2 separate regions of the Mus musculus genome follow, and region 2 is linked to region 1. A link is a contact called in public Hi-C data. All regions are on one chromosome and are shown on one strand. Each heading gives the region's core, a stretch centred on a gene start, on an enhancer-like site or on the middle of the called end of the contact. The rest is flanking DNA. Distances are from core to core; before and after follow the strand shown.

The links. A called contact is a pair of places that touch in the nucleus more often than the background predicts.
Region 2: a contact with region 1 is called in a Hi-C map of liver, with 5 times the contacts expected there. The contact joins two enhancer-like sites. A contact is called at or near these places in 3 of 39 promoter capture datasets (the C10 cell line, embryonic stem cells and liver), 12 of 15 datasets of contacts at CTCF or cohesin (CD8 T cells, the G1E-ER4 cell line, the NIH/3T3 cell line and 6 more), 203 of 484 Hi-C or Micro-C datasets (the 3T3-L1 cell line, 3T3-L1-derived adipocytes, the AML12 cell line and 100 more), 26 of 115 datasets of contacts at active chromatin or transcription factors (the NIH/3T3 cell line, astrocytes, a beta-TC-6 cell line and 10 more) and 5 of 9 other capture datasets (adipose tissue, embryonic stem cells, embryonic tail and 2 more).

Annotation. Positions count from the first base shown.
Region 1 is chr12:72,465,964-72,471,023 of GRCm38.p6, reverse strand. It overlaps Lrrc9 (leucine rich repeat containing 9), which reads right to left. Exons shown (of 32, transcript NM_001142728.1): 13 at 4,034-4,166; 14 at 1,733-1,855; 15 at 698-801. Among named protein-coding and RNA genes, the nearest start is that of Lrrc9, 27 kb to the right of the region's middle. Within about 2 kb of position 3,578, at least 7 of the 459 cell types and tissues checked have an H3K27ac peak or open chromatin away from gene starts, as enhancers often do. A contact at or near this core is called in hepatocytes and liver, where this site is marked.
Region 2 is chr12:72,647,719-72,653,313 of GRCm38.p6, reverse strand. It overlaps Dhrs7 (dehydrogenase/reductase (SDR family) member 7), which reads left to right. Exons shown (of 7, transcript NM_025522.5): 5 at 91-213; 6 at 864-1,079; 7 at 2,697-2,961. The coding sequence ends at 2,741. Among named protein-coding and RNA genes, the nearest start is that of Dhrs7, 14 kb to the left of the region's middle. Within about 2 kb of position 3,898, at least 23 of the 459 cell types and tissues checked have an H3K27ac peak or open chromatin away from gene starts, as enhancers often do. A contact at or near this core is called in hepatocytes and liver, where this site is marked.

The DNA of each region.
Region 1 (5,060 bases), core at 2,329-4,828:
GAGCTGAAACTTAAACTGTGTGCATCTGTGGACACACAGGTGTTCTCTGTAGCTCTCTCTTGCATAGGAGCATCTACAGCCACATAAAGACACATGTATAATAACGTTCAAACACGATTTCAATAGTTAAAACTACATACAACCTATAAATGCTATCAGCACAGGAGAACCTAAATTAGTTTTTCTGAATAGTATACAGCCTCAGAAAGAAAAAAATTATACATCTATGTGCAATGAAATGAGATATGTTAACAATGTATTATGAAAAGCGATACATAGAGCTGGCTTCTCCTAGCTAAGACGGTGTGTGTGTGTCAATAGAAAAGGACTGAAAGCAAACCCACATAACTGTTAGGGGGTTCATTGGTAATCGGAAGGGGCGGGAGGCTAAGGGGAGGTAGCTTCCTAGGCTTATTTCTATAGGCATCCATAGGTATCGGATGTTTCCCAGTGAGACTACAGCTATAGAAGAAACCTATAATGTGCTCACGTAATAAAAACATGCAGATGTCATGATGACAAGGTTTGAAAATTCAGTCCTTCACAGAACAGCCATTGTGTGTACACACACATGCACACAAAGAATTGATAAGCATACGTAATACAAACTCTGCTTAACAATCCTGGGTTTCAAATTATTCTACTCCAGGCTAAGGAATTCATATTTTTAAAAATTGTAAACAAAAAAAATGCATACCACTGTAGTGTACTCAAATTCAACGATGTACTCTGGCAAAACGAGGTCATGGTCGAAGACAAACCATTTGTACTGCCGGTAGCCACAGTCGCAAGTTCTTTGTCCTATGATAGAATCTAGAGTTAAAAAGCAAAGTCTGGCACGACAAACACTCAAAATACAGTAAACGTTTAAGCTCCAGTGTAGATGAAGAAGTGACAACAAATCCTTCCCAACAACTCCCCACAATTACCAAATTGCGGCTGTTATGAAGTCCTCGCTCCCGCCCTTTCCCCACAGAGCAGGATCGATGTTTAGCTTATCCTTCTCCTCTGAAAGCTTCATTTTACCAAGGACTAAGTGACCGTGGAATTTTGATAAACTCAGCACTCTTAAGATCTTTATTAGAGGTTCATTTTTAATCCTTTGAAAACTAATCGTTTGCACACACTCACACATGAAATCCCCCATCCCCATGACTTCTGCAACCACTGATTCAAAAACTGCAGGGCAGAAGTATTTGGATTTAGAAAAGTATTTGTAGTGAGCTGTACATTTGTCAGGATTCCTGGAACAATAAGGGTAGCCATGGTTTGCTGCATTTCATCTATACTGTGTTAGGTATTATGGAGATTGTGTCATGTACCCAGGAAGGCTGTGTAGGTGGCATGCAGACATCATGCCATTTGACATAAAGGACTTAAGAATGCAAGAAGTTTTTTTTTATCTATACGTGTGTCTGTCCCCCCTCCCACTCTGTGTGTGTGTATTGTATGTACTCTAGAACAGATACTGAGATTTTAATGTATAGGTGAGTATACACACACATACACACATACCTATCACACATAAATTATTGAAATAAATTTCAACACATATTATTAATATGAATAACAGAAAATTATTAATATCCAGAAGTAGGTTTTCAGAGAAAAGTTTATAGGCCTTGTTAGGTTCAGATTAGACCATGCTATAAGTTATAGACTGTTGTATTAGGTAGGAATGGTTTGTACTGAGAGTGATGAAGTCGCCCGTCTTTCTCTTTGGCAGACATACTTAGCACATGTCTCTGAGGAACAAACACCGAGTTAACCATGGGATAGTTGGCTTTATTGATGGGCTCCTGGTCACGAGCCTGAATACTCTGGCCAAGAAAAACCTTCGCAATGAGGATGGTGCCTAAATATGAAAAAAGATAATTTTAATAAATATGACCTTAACAAATTTCCAATGTAACGTTTATTAATCCTAATGCTCTGTAATGACACTTATAATCCCAGCGCTTAAGAGCCAGAGGCAGGATCCTTACATGATTTAGCCCAAGTTTACATACTGAACTGCACATCACTGGGCTATAGAATGGAAAAAGAAACATAAACAAAGCTATAAAGACACTAGAAAAGAACACAATAATTTAGCAATGCCTCTGCTGTGTGTGTGTCTGGTCTCTCTCTCTCTCTCTCTCTCTCTCTCTCTCTCTCTCTCTCTCTCTGTGTGTGTGTTTGTGTCTCTGTGAGTGAGTGTGTGTGACTCTGTGTGTCTGTGTGTCTCTCTGTATGTGTCTCTGTGTGCATGTACTCTCTTATTATGTAGGTTCCAGGAATTGAACTCAGGTACCGGCTGAGACATTTTCTGTTTCTTTCACCTGAGATCTAACAGGTACTAAATATAAATCTATGGAACAGAAGGACAGACAGTTCTTCTCTCACAGATTCTTGAGGTCTTTGTAATCTCCTGAATACTAAAGATTCCTATGAGTCAATAAAGTTGGAAAAATTCTTATCATTACATATACATTATATATAAATAAATGAATTTTCAATGTTTTATTTGTGTGTGAGTGTGCGCGCGCACACACGTGCGTGTGCACACGCATGGGTTTATGCACAGGAAAGCATTGCCTGTGGAGTTTAAAAGAGTTTATTGGATCCCTTGAAACTGGAGTTACAAGGTAGTTATGAACCACCCAGTGTGGGTGCTGGAACTGACTCTGGTCCTCTGCAAGAGCTGCCAGTGAGTGCTCTTACACACATAAGCCATCTCTCCAGGCCTGATACTTTATTTTCACTCTATGCAAGATATAAAATGTGAGTCAGGCTAGCCTGTTTTAGAAATGCATTTTAGAAGGACTAAGTAGATGGTAAATATGAGGTTTTTCTAATAACTGGGATGGAAAAGAATGATCTGAAAAGTATCAGTTATTTTCAAGTAAAGAGGCCTTGATTTAGCAACCAGATCGTGTTTCTGATATTTCACTACCTGAAGCCATGCACAGTTGACAGCTTGCCATGAACCATCCCAGCAGAACTGTGGCCTGGATCCTGGCATGCTATTCTCAAAGAACCAGTAAGTGCTTGAGTGCTGCTAGCCGGAGGCACCAGGCCTGCCAGGCACTCTGCCACCATGCTGCACCTCCTACCGCAGCAGGTGTTCCTGGCTGAGGACAAACCAAAGCTCTGCCTAGCTGATGTTCAGTTAATTTGGTGACTGAGAGATCATAGAATAAGCTCTCTTAATCCCTAGCCTGATTGGTTGTTCTCTTTATTGTATGCATCGATACTTCATTCATATTTATACTTATCATAGTAACTATAACTTTATATTTAATTTTGTGATTATTGATATTTGTAGGCACTATGTTAGGGAAACTGGTTTATGCAAAACCAGACAGTGCCTAAGACACAATAAGCATTTAATTAGCACATTGTTAATGAGTACATTCCGAAGAATGAAGAGTAGGAGGGGAGGCAAGAGAAGGCACAGGAGCTGGCCTTTTCTCCCAGCCTGTTTTACAGGTTGGTTCTTGGACTGCCATGTATTTAAGTTGCAAGAATGGTATTTACTAACTGAATAAATTACCACACAGTTTGCCTTCTACAGACCAATGTCTAATCCACATGCTTTCCCACTCCTGCCAGGTTTCCTCATCACCTTAGATTGTGGTGACTCAGAACAAATACAGCCAATCTTCCTGACTGTTCTATTGATTATTTCACATACAAGCCAATTCTTTTCTCTTTCTCATGAAGCTAGTGTGTGTAAAGAAATACACAAGTGTACTTCTGAGTTTACTCTTATGATGTAACATAAAGACAGAAGCAGACTCTGAAACGCATGTGCAAGTTGGGTGAACTATCGGAACAACATAGGTTCTCTTCTTCCTAGGGTTGGTAGACAAGAAATACAGAGTCCAACTGACAGTGCAGCTGAACCGACAGAGGCGTGCCACTCTATTGGTGAGTATGTCACACAACAATTCAGACAGTGTCTCTTGGATTGATAAAACCAAGAAGGAAAACGATCCAGAAGAGATGGAGGAGCCGAGGGCCTCACAACGTCAGAAGCACTGTCTGTTACCATGTCTGTAGAGTTCACTCTCTGAGGGGCCTTTCTTCTCCTCCTTGTATTTCTGCTGGAGGAACTCTATCCGGGGACACTCACACATACTGAGGCTGTTCACAAGAGTGACGGCTTCCTTTTTGAGAGAGGGCTGCAAAGGAGAAAAAAAAATCTTAGGGCTACTTTTTTTCATGTAAAATAGACAGCATTTCTACTTGGATGCAGGTAGCTTATTATTTTACGTTTCTGTGTTGGCCAATGTAATCTGCAAAGAGATACTCTCCGGGTGCAGCTTCATTATGCAAAGTCATTTAAATATTCAAAAGTCACATGCGAATGTGTCTATACAAAAGTGATAAGGAACAAAATTTGCTCTTCAGGGAAAACCAGCCAAAGTCATAAGCAACATCAGTGCGGTGCCGGGTTCAACAGCTTCCAACAAGGACTGGGGGATCTCTCGCTAACTCCAAAGGAAGGCCCTGTTGGGGTGAGGTCCACATCAGAAGAGGGTCCCACTCATTTTGGGTGTATGCTATGCAGTCAACATTATTTTCCAGGAAGAAAACATTTCCAATTGTGCACAGACATCTTAGTTTTGTTGTGACTAACTTCACTTCTTCCAAACTGCATCAGTGTCATACAAAGAGCAGACAGAATCACTGTTCCTCGTAAGGAGCCCAGAGCTATGAGAGATTATGAGATGTTCCAAGGACGGGGGGAGAGATGGGCAATGTCACAATCTGAGCTCAGATCTTTTTGTCCTTGTCACAGCCTCAGAGTTTTAAATTGATCACTAGTTTTTGATTAACAGCCATATTATTTAGAATTATGTCTTTTCTGAAATTCAATTAGGAAATTATTTCCTAATCGAAACCTAAAGTTACCCAAAGAAATTCTTCTTAAAAAAGGAAAACTGGATCCTGTGACTACCAAGTCCACACTTCAGCAAATGACCTTTCCACCGTGCAGTGGTCAAGGTTGCTTGCTTAGTTACAGTCTCTGTGCACCGCACTTGGGGGACAGAGAGAGGTCAGAACTATGAACA
Region 2 (5,595 bases), core at 2,649-5,148, 180 kb before region 1:
CAGAGTGTCTATTTGGATAACCTGTTTCCTTTCTATCTTTACTTTATCCTTTCCTCTTTTTTCTTATGTTTTTGTTTTTGTGTTCCTTAGGGTTTTTTCAATGCCCTCCATAGTGAGCTCGGCCAATATCCAGGCATAACATTTTGCAACGTTTACCCGGGGCCTGTGCAGTCCGACATTGTGAAGAATGCCTTCACCGAGGAAGTAACTAAGGTAAAAAATCATCCTTTGTTAGCTCTGTGGCTTTGTCATGTGTATCAGGTACCAGTTTAGAAAATGGCAGCGTTAAGGACGGTGTTTAGTACTAGGTAGTACTTCAGGGCCTCATTTTCATACCAGCTAGCGCATTGCCAGACTTGCATTTATAAGTGGTTCACCAGCATGGATCCACCACTCTTATTAAGAAAGTCCTTGTATCTCTTTCCATTTCCTCCCCGTGATTCCATTTGCTAAACATAAGGTATGTTTTATGTTGTGTGGTGCTGGCCATTGAAGCCAGGGCCTCACCCCTTCTAAATAATCATATTACCTCTGAAATGTACATTCTTAGCCCTTCCTGTAAATCTTGGTAATTTGATATTTTTGAAAATGTGATAATGAAATAGGCATTTGTACCCTATTATGAGATAATTGTGACTAAGAGCAGAGGGCCTTCGACATTGCTGTCTGGTAAATGTCTAACTCCTTTTAGGCTCTTTGAAATATCATAGTTTAGAACCCTCCAGTGGCACCTGTGAAGACTCCCAGTTGACAGGTCCCATCCTGAAAGAGTCTGGCTGACAGGTGGCCTGTGGGTCCTTCCTAGATGATATTTGCATGAAACTGTCGGGACCTTCAGTGTAAAACTTCTTGTTGACTTTCAGTCTATGAGAAACAACATAGACCAGAGTTACAAGATGCCAACGAGCCGCTGTGTGCGGCTGATGCTCATCTCCATGGCCAATGATCTGAAGGAAGTCTGGATCTCTGACCATCCTGTGCTGTTGGGGGCATACATATGGCAGTATATGCCAACCTGGGCCGCATGGCTAAACTGCAAGTTGGGGAAGGAAAGAATCCAAAACTTTAAGAATAATTTGGTAAGAGCAATTTATCTATTTCTTCACAATATTGTATGGATCCTGAGGGAAAGCACTTTTCAATGTTCTTAAAAGATTTCTGTTGTTGTTTTTCTGACTCCACACGAATAAAGTACCAGTGAACGGAGAACAGGTTCTGTACCCATACAGCGCATCCGATGGTTTATTACATGACTTTTAATCTGGAAGAGTCAAATTTGTATAGGGAAAAATCAAATCAAAGGTTGTCAGCATCTCTTTTCATCAGTGTTTCATAACGCCCCCTCGCTGTCTGTCTCAGGATTTCACTTGCTTTAGGACTATTTTTCTAAATAAACAGAGCACCTCTTATTTCTTGACTGTTTCTTTTCTTGACTGTTTCTGGCTGATGTCTCTCTCTCTCTCTCTACACACACACACACACACACACACACACACACACACACACACACACACACACACACAGGGCAGTGGCTATGTTCCATTTTAGATTATCATTTCTTACAGAATGTTAGCAGAACTATTGTATTTTGGCAGGAATCTTGGAGTGATGGCACCTAAGCTTGGAAGTAGCCTTTTGTCAGTCAGTGATTATCTGAAATTTTATGGGCTCTTCCTTTGAAGGTTTGAGCCTTTGCATATCTTAGTCTAGAGACCGGCCTGGCAAACCAGGAAGTCTCCCATGGCTGAGAATTGCTGAAGGGTCTTTCCAGTTAGTCCCGTAGGTCAGGTAGGAAGTTGTGGTGTGTGGAGATTGACTTGATAAAGGTGCTTTTTGTGTAACAATAGAACACTTCCAGAAGGCTGCCAGGTTCCTTCCAGAGGAGGCTGCCTCCTGCTGCTTAGAAACCTGAATTCATCCCAAGTAACCCACTAACACCAAAAACTATTTCTGTCTGTCTTTCGGTGAGTTCTTGGATGAGCAATTGCTTACCTTTCCCAACAATAAACCACATTTAGGGGTTAACAAGTTGCCTTGTTTTATCTTGCAAATAGTGTATCAAAAGCTCATAAATAATTTTAGACACATCCAAATATTTCTTTTCTTTGCCTGCCTGCCTGCCTTCCTTCCTTCCTTCCTTCCTTCCTTCCTTCCTTCCTTCCTTCCTTCCTTCCTCCTCCCTTCCCCTTTCTTCCTATATATTCCTGACTACTCTTGATCTCCCTACATAAACCAAACTGGCCCCAGACTTCCAGAGCTCTGTCTGTCTCTGCCTCCCAAGTGCTGGGATTAACAGCGTGCACCACCACAATCAGCCAGATATTTAAATCCTAGAGACTCTGATCTATTTTGTGTACTTGTAGGCTATCTAGGCTATTTGTGTACTTGTAGGCTATCGGTGGGTGTGATCCAGAGAAGTAAGAAAAGCACTCACTGTTTAAGAGTAGAAAAGAATTGATGGCATTCTTGCCATGTGGAGAAAATAAAGATGCTAAGCTGGAGGGCAATATTTGCTAGTGTATGTAGATATTGGTTGTGATGTTTTACTCCCAATTAAGGTGTTTGCCAGAGGCTTACAAAGCTCCCTATTGGTTGAAGAAACATTAAACAGAGAAGCTTGTTTGTCAGACACCGGTCAAGAGAGGAAGGTCTGGTTCTGGTTCATATTACTCTTGTTTTTTTTTTTTTTTTTACAGGATCCAGACTTGCCTTATAAATTCTTGAAGGCAAAGAAGGATTGAAACAACCACCAGAGATGTCTGAGCCACTTGTTGAGAATGAAAAACAGCGTATGTACAGTAAGCTTGCACACAGAAGGAGGGCCGGTGACTACTTTCGGGTTTAATTTTTGATACAACTTTCTATTCAGTATGTAATGAATAATAAAGAAAACTTTGTCCTGTATCTTGCCTTTGTACAAGAGCATATGGTACCTTTTTGAATAAAATAACATTTAACATATTTAAGACTGCAGACTTAGAATGAGGTTAACAGAAACGTAACTAAGGGCTTGTAGTTACATAGTTGACATTGTCTCAAGTCACTTGTGCTTCTGTAAGACCAAATGAGCCTGCATTCCAGGATGTCTCACTCACAGAAACACAGAGACGGAGATGGATGCAATAAGCAAGAGGTTAATTGATCCGGCTTGTCGGGCTGTGTTGCAATCGGGCAGAGGTGACCCCGAATCTCTTAAGCACACACTTTTTATACAGTTTAAGGGTAGGCCTTGTTAATGACCTGAGTCGGTTTAAGCCCATTGTTGGCCCAAGCTGACCTTTTTATCACCCTCTGTAGAAATGGTAATTAGCCTCTCCCTTCCAGAAAGGCAGGTGTTTCAGGACCTTCCCTAAGCAGCATTGATGGGTGAGGTGAGGTCCTTGTCAACAGAAGAGGAACCTGAAACATTCCAGGTCATTATCTGTACCTGCCTTGTGGGGTCAGGGCTTTCATGTAAAGTTTGTTTTGCTGGGCCATTTTGGGAAGGGAGTGTTGTCACAATCTTCTAGTGGAAGGTCCCCCGCATGCTATTCTAGCAAGGTCTTTCAGCGGTCATCTTATGCTCTCTAAGGTCACACGTTCCCACACTTCTGAATGACTGCCAGTTACTGGCTACCTGTAGACTATATAAATGTACGTTTCACATTTCTGGAGGCCAAGGGGCCCTAGAGGAAGGCATCTGGCTCCAACATTGTGTTCTGCTGGTGTGTCCTCTGGAGAGGAGTGGTGTAGCCTGAGCAGGTGGAAGACTTGGAAGGGTAAGACAACCCCCCTTTACCAGTCCAATGTCTTGTTTGCTTCTTTTTCTTTTTCAAAACTGGTGCTTGAATCTAGAGCCTTTTGCACATGCTAGGCACACATGTTATGAAATGTAAGATGGTGTAATCATGCTGGGGGGAAGGGTAAGGGAAATCGTGCCAGGTGTCAGGCATAATAGAAAGATTTATTGAGGGGGAAGGGCGCAGGGACCTGGAAAGGGGTAGAGGCGGAGAGAGGGGGCTGCGGGGAGGACAGAAAGAGAGAAATAGAGGAAGAGAAGACCTAGATCACATGGGAACACAGAGAGAAAGAGAGTGGAAGAAGAAAAAAGAAGGGGACCTGGGGTAGCGAGCAGTCCGCTGATTCGCAACAGGAGGGCTGCGGGCAGTGATGCAAGCTGTTGGGCGGAGCCTAGCCGAATTGTCTGTAAGCCAATATTACACTCGACCACGGAGCTACTGCCTCTCATGTCCCCATCAGAGCACTGAGCTAACAGTCACCGACACAGCTGGTTTTAGATGAGGTCTATGGATCCACGGTCAGGCCCGCATGCCTACACAACAAGCCATCTCCTCGGTTCTACCACTCCTTTCTTTTTCACATTTTCTCTCCTTTCTTTTTCACATTTTCTCGTGAGACAGTGTGTCACTAATTCGTCCAAACTGGTCTTGACTTCAACCTATAATTAAGCTTGCAGTCTTCTTCTTCTTCTTCTTTTTTTTTTTTTTTTTTTTTTTTTTTTTGGTTTTTCGAGACAGGGTTTCTCTGTGTAGCCCTGGCTGTCCTGGAACTCACTCTGTAGACCAGGCTGGCCTGGAACTCAGAAATCTGCCTGCCTCTGCCTCCCAAGTGCTGGGATTAAAGGCGTGAGCTACCACGCCCAGCTCTTTTTTGCTTTTTTAAAGATTTATTTATTTATTATATGTAAGTACACTGTAGTTGTCTTTAGACACTCGAGAAGAAGGAGTCAGATCTCATTACGAATGGTTGGGAGCCACCATGTGGTTGCTGGGATTTGAACTCAGGACCTTCGGAAGAGCAGTAAGAGCTCTTAACCGCTGAGCCATCTCTCCAGCCCCGCCTGTAGTCTTCTTCCCTTAGCCTATCAAGAGGCTGGAATTAGAAGCCAGAGCCACTAGGGCCTGATCACTAAGCCCTTTTATATTTATTATTATATTATTTATACATATTATCTATTATAAATAAATAAATATATTTACATATTTATTATTATATTTATTACATACATGTATATTGTTATATACCTAATTCTACTCATGACTCAATCTGCTCTTATAGGCCAGGCCTGTTACTATACTGTTGCACTGGGATTTTCCAGCATCAGTTTTGGAGAGAACAAAAGTAATTGAAAACCACATCGATGTGAGTTATTATACACAATGAGAGGACAGAAAGCAGTTGGGACAGTTCTTACCCAGAATGCTTATGCTGTCTTAAGGAGAGCAGGTAGGTAGAGAGGACTAGCTTGAAACAGCTGATGGGATGTACAGCAGCCTGTGATACACATCGTGATTGAACACCTGAGATATGCCATTTGGTACATGGGACTCCTTGGTTACTTTGCTCCACATGGCATCCATGGAGATAGGGGATGTTTCCTGCCTGTTATACCTGCAAGAGATGCTTAAAGGACTATGTGTTACTTTTTCAAGATTTCAAAGCTATTTAGGTTCAAATAAACAGTATCGGGAGCTGTTTTGCCACTTCTCTGAAGCAGAGAGAAAGGAAGGAAGGAAGGAAGGAAGGAAGGAAGGAAGGAAGGAAAAAAAAAGTCTGCCTGCCAGGCAGAGTCAAGGCAAGGGTCTGTTGGCAGAT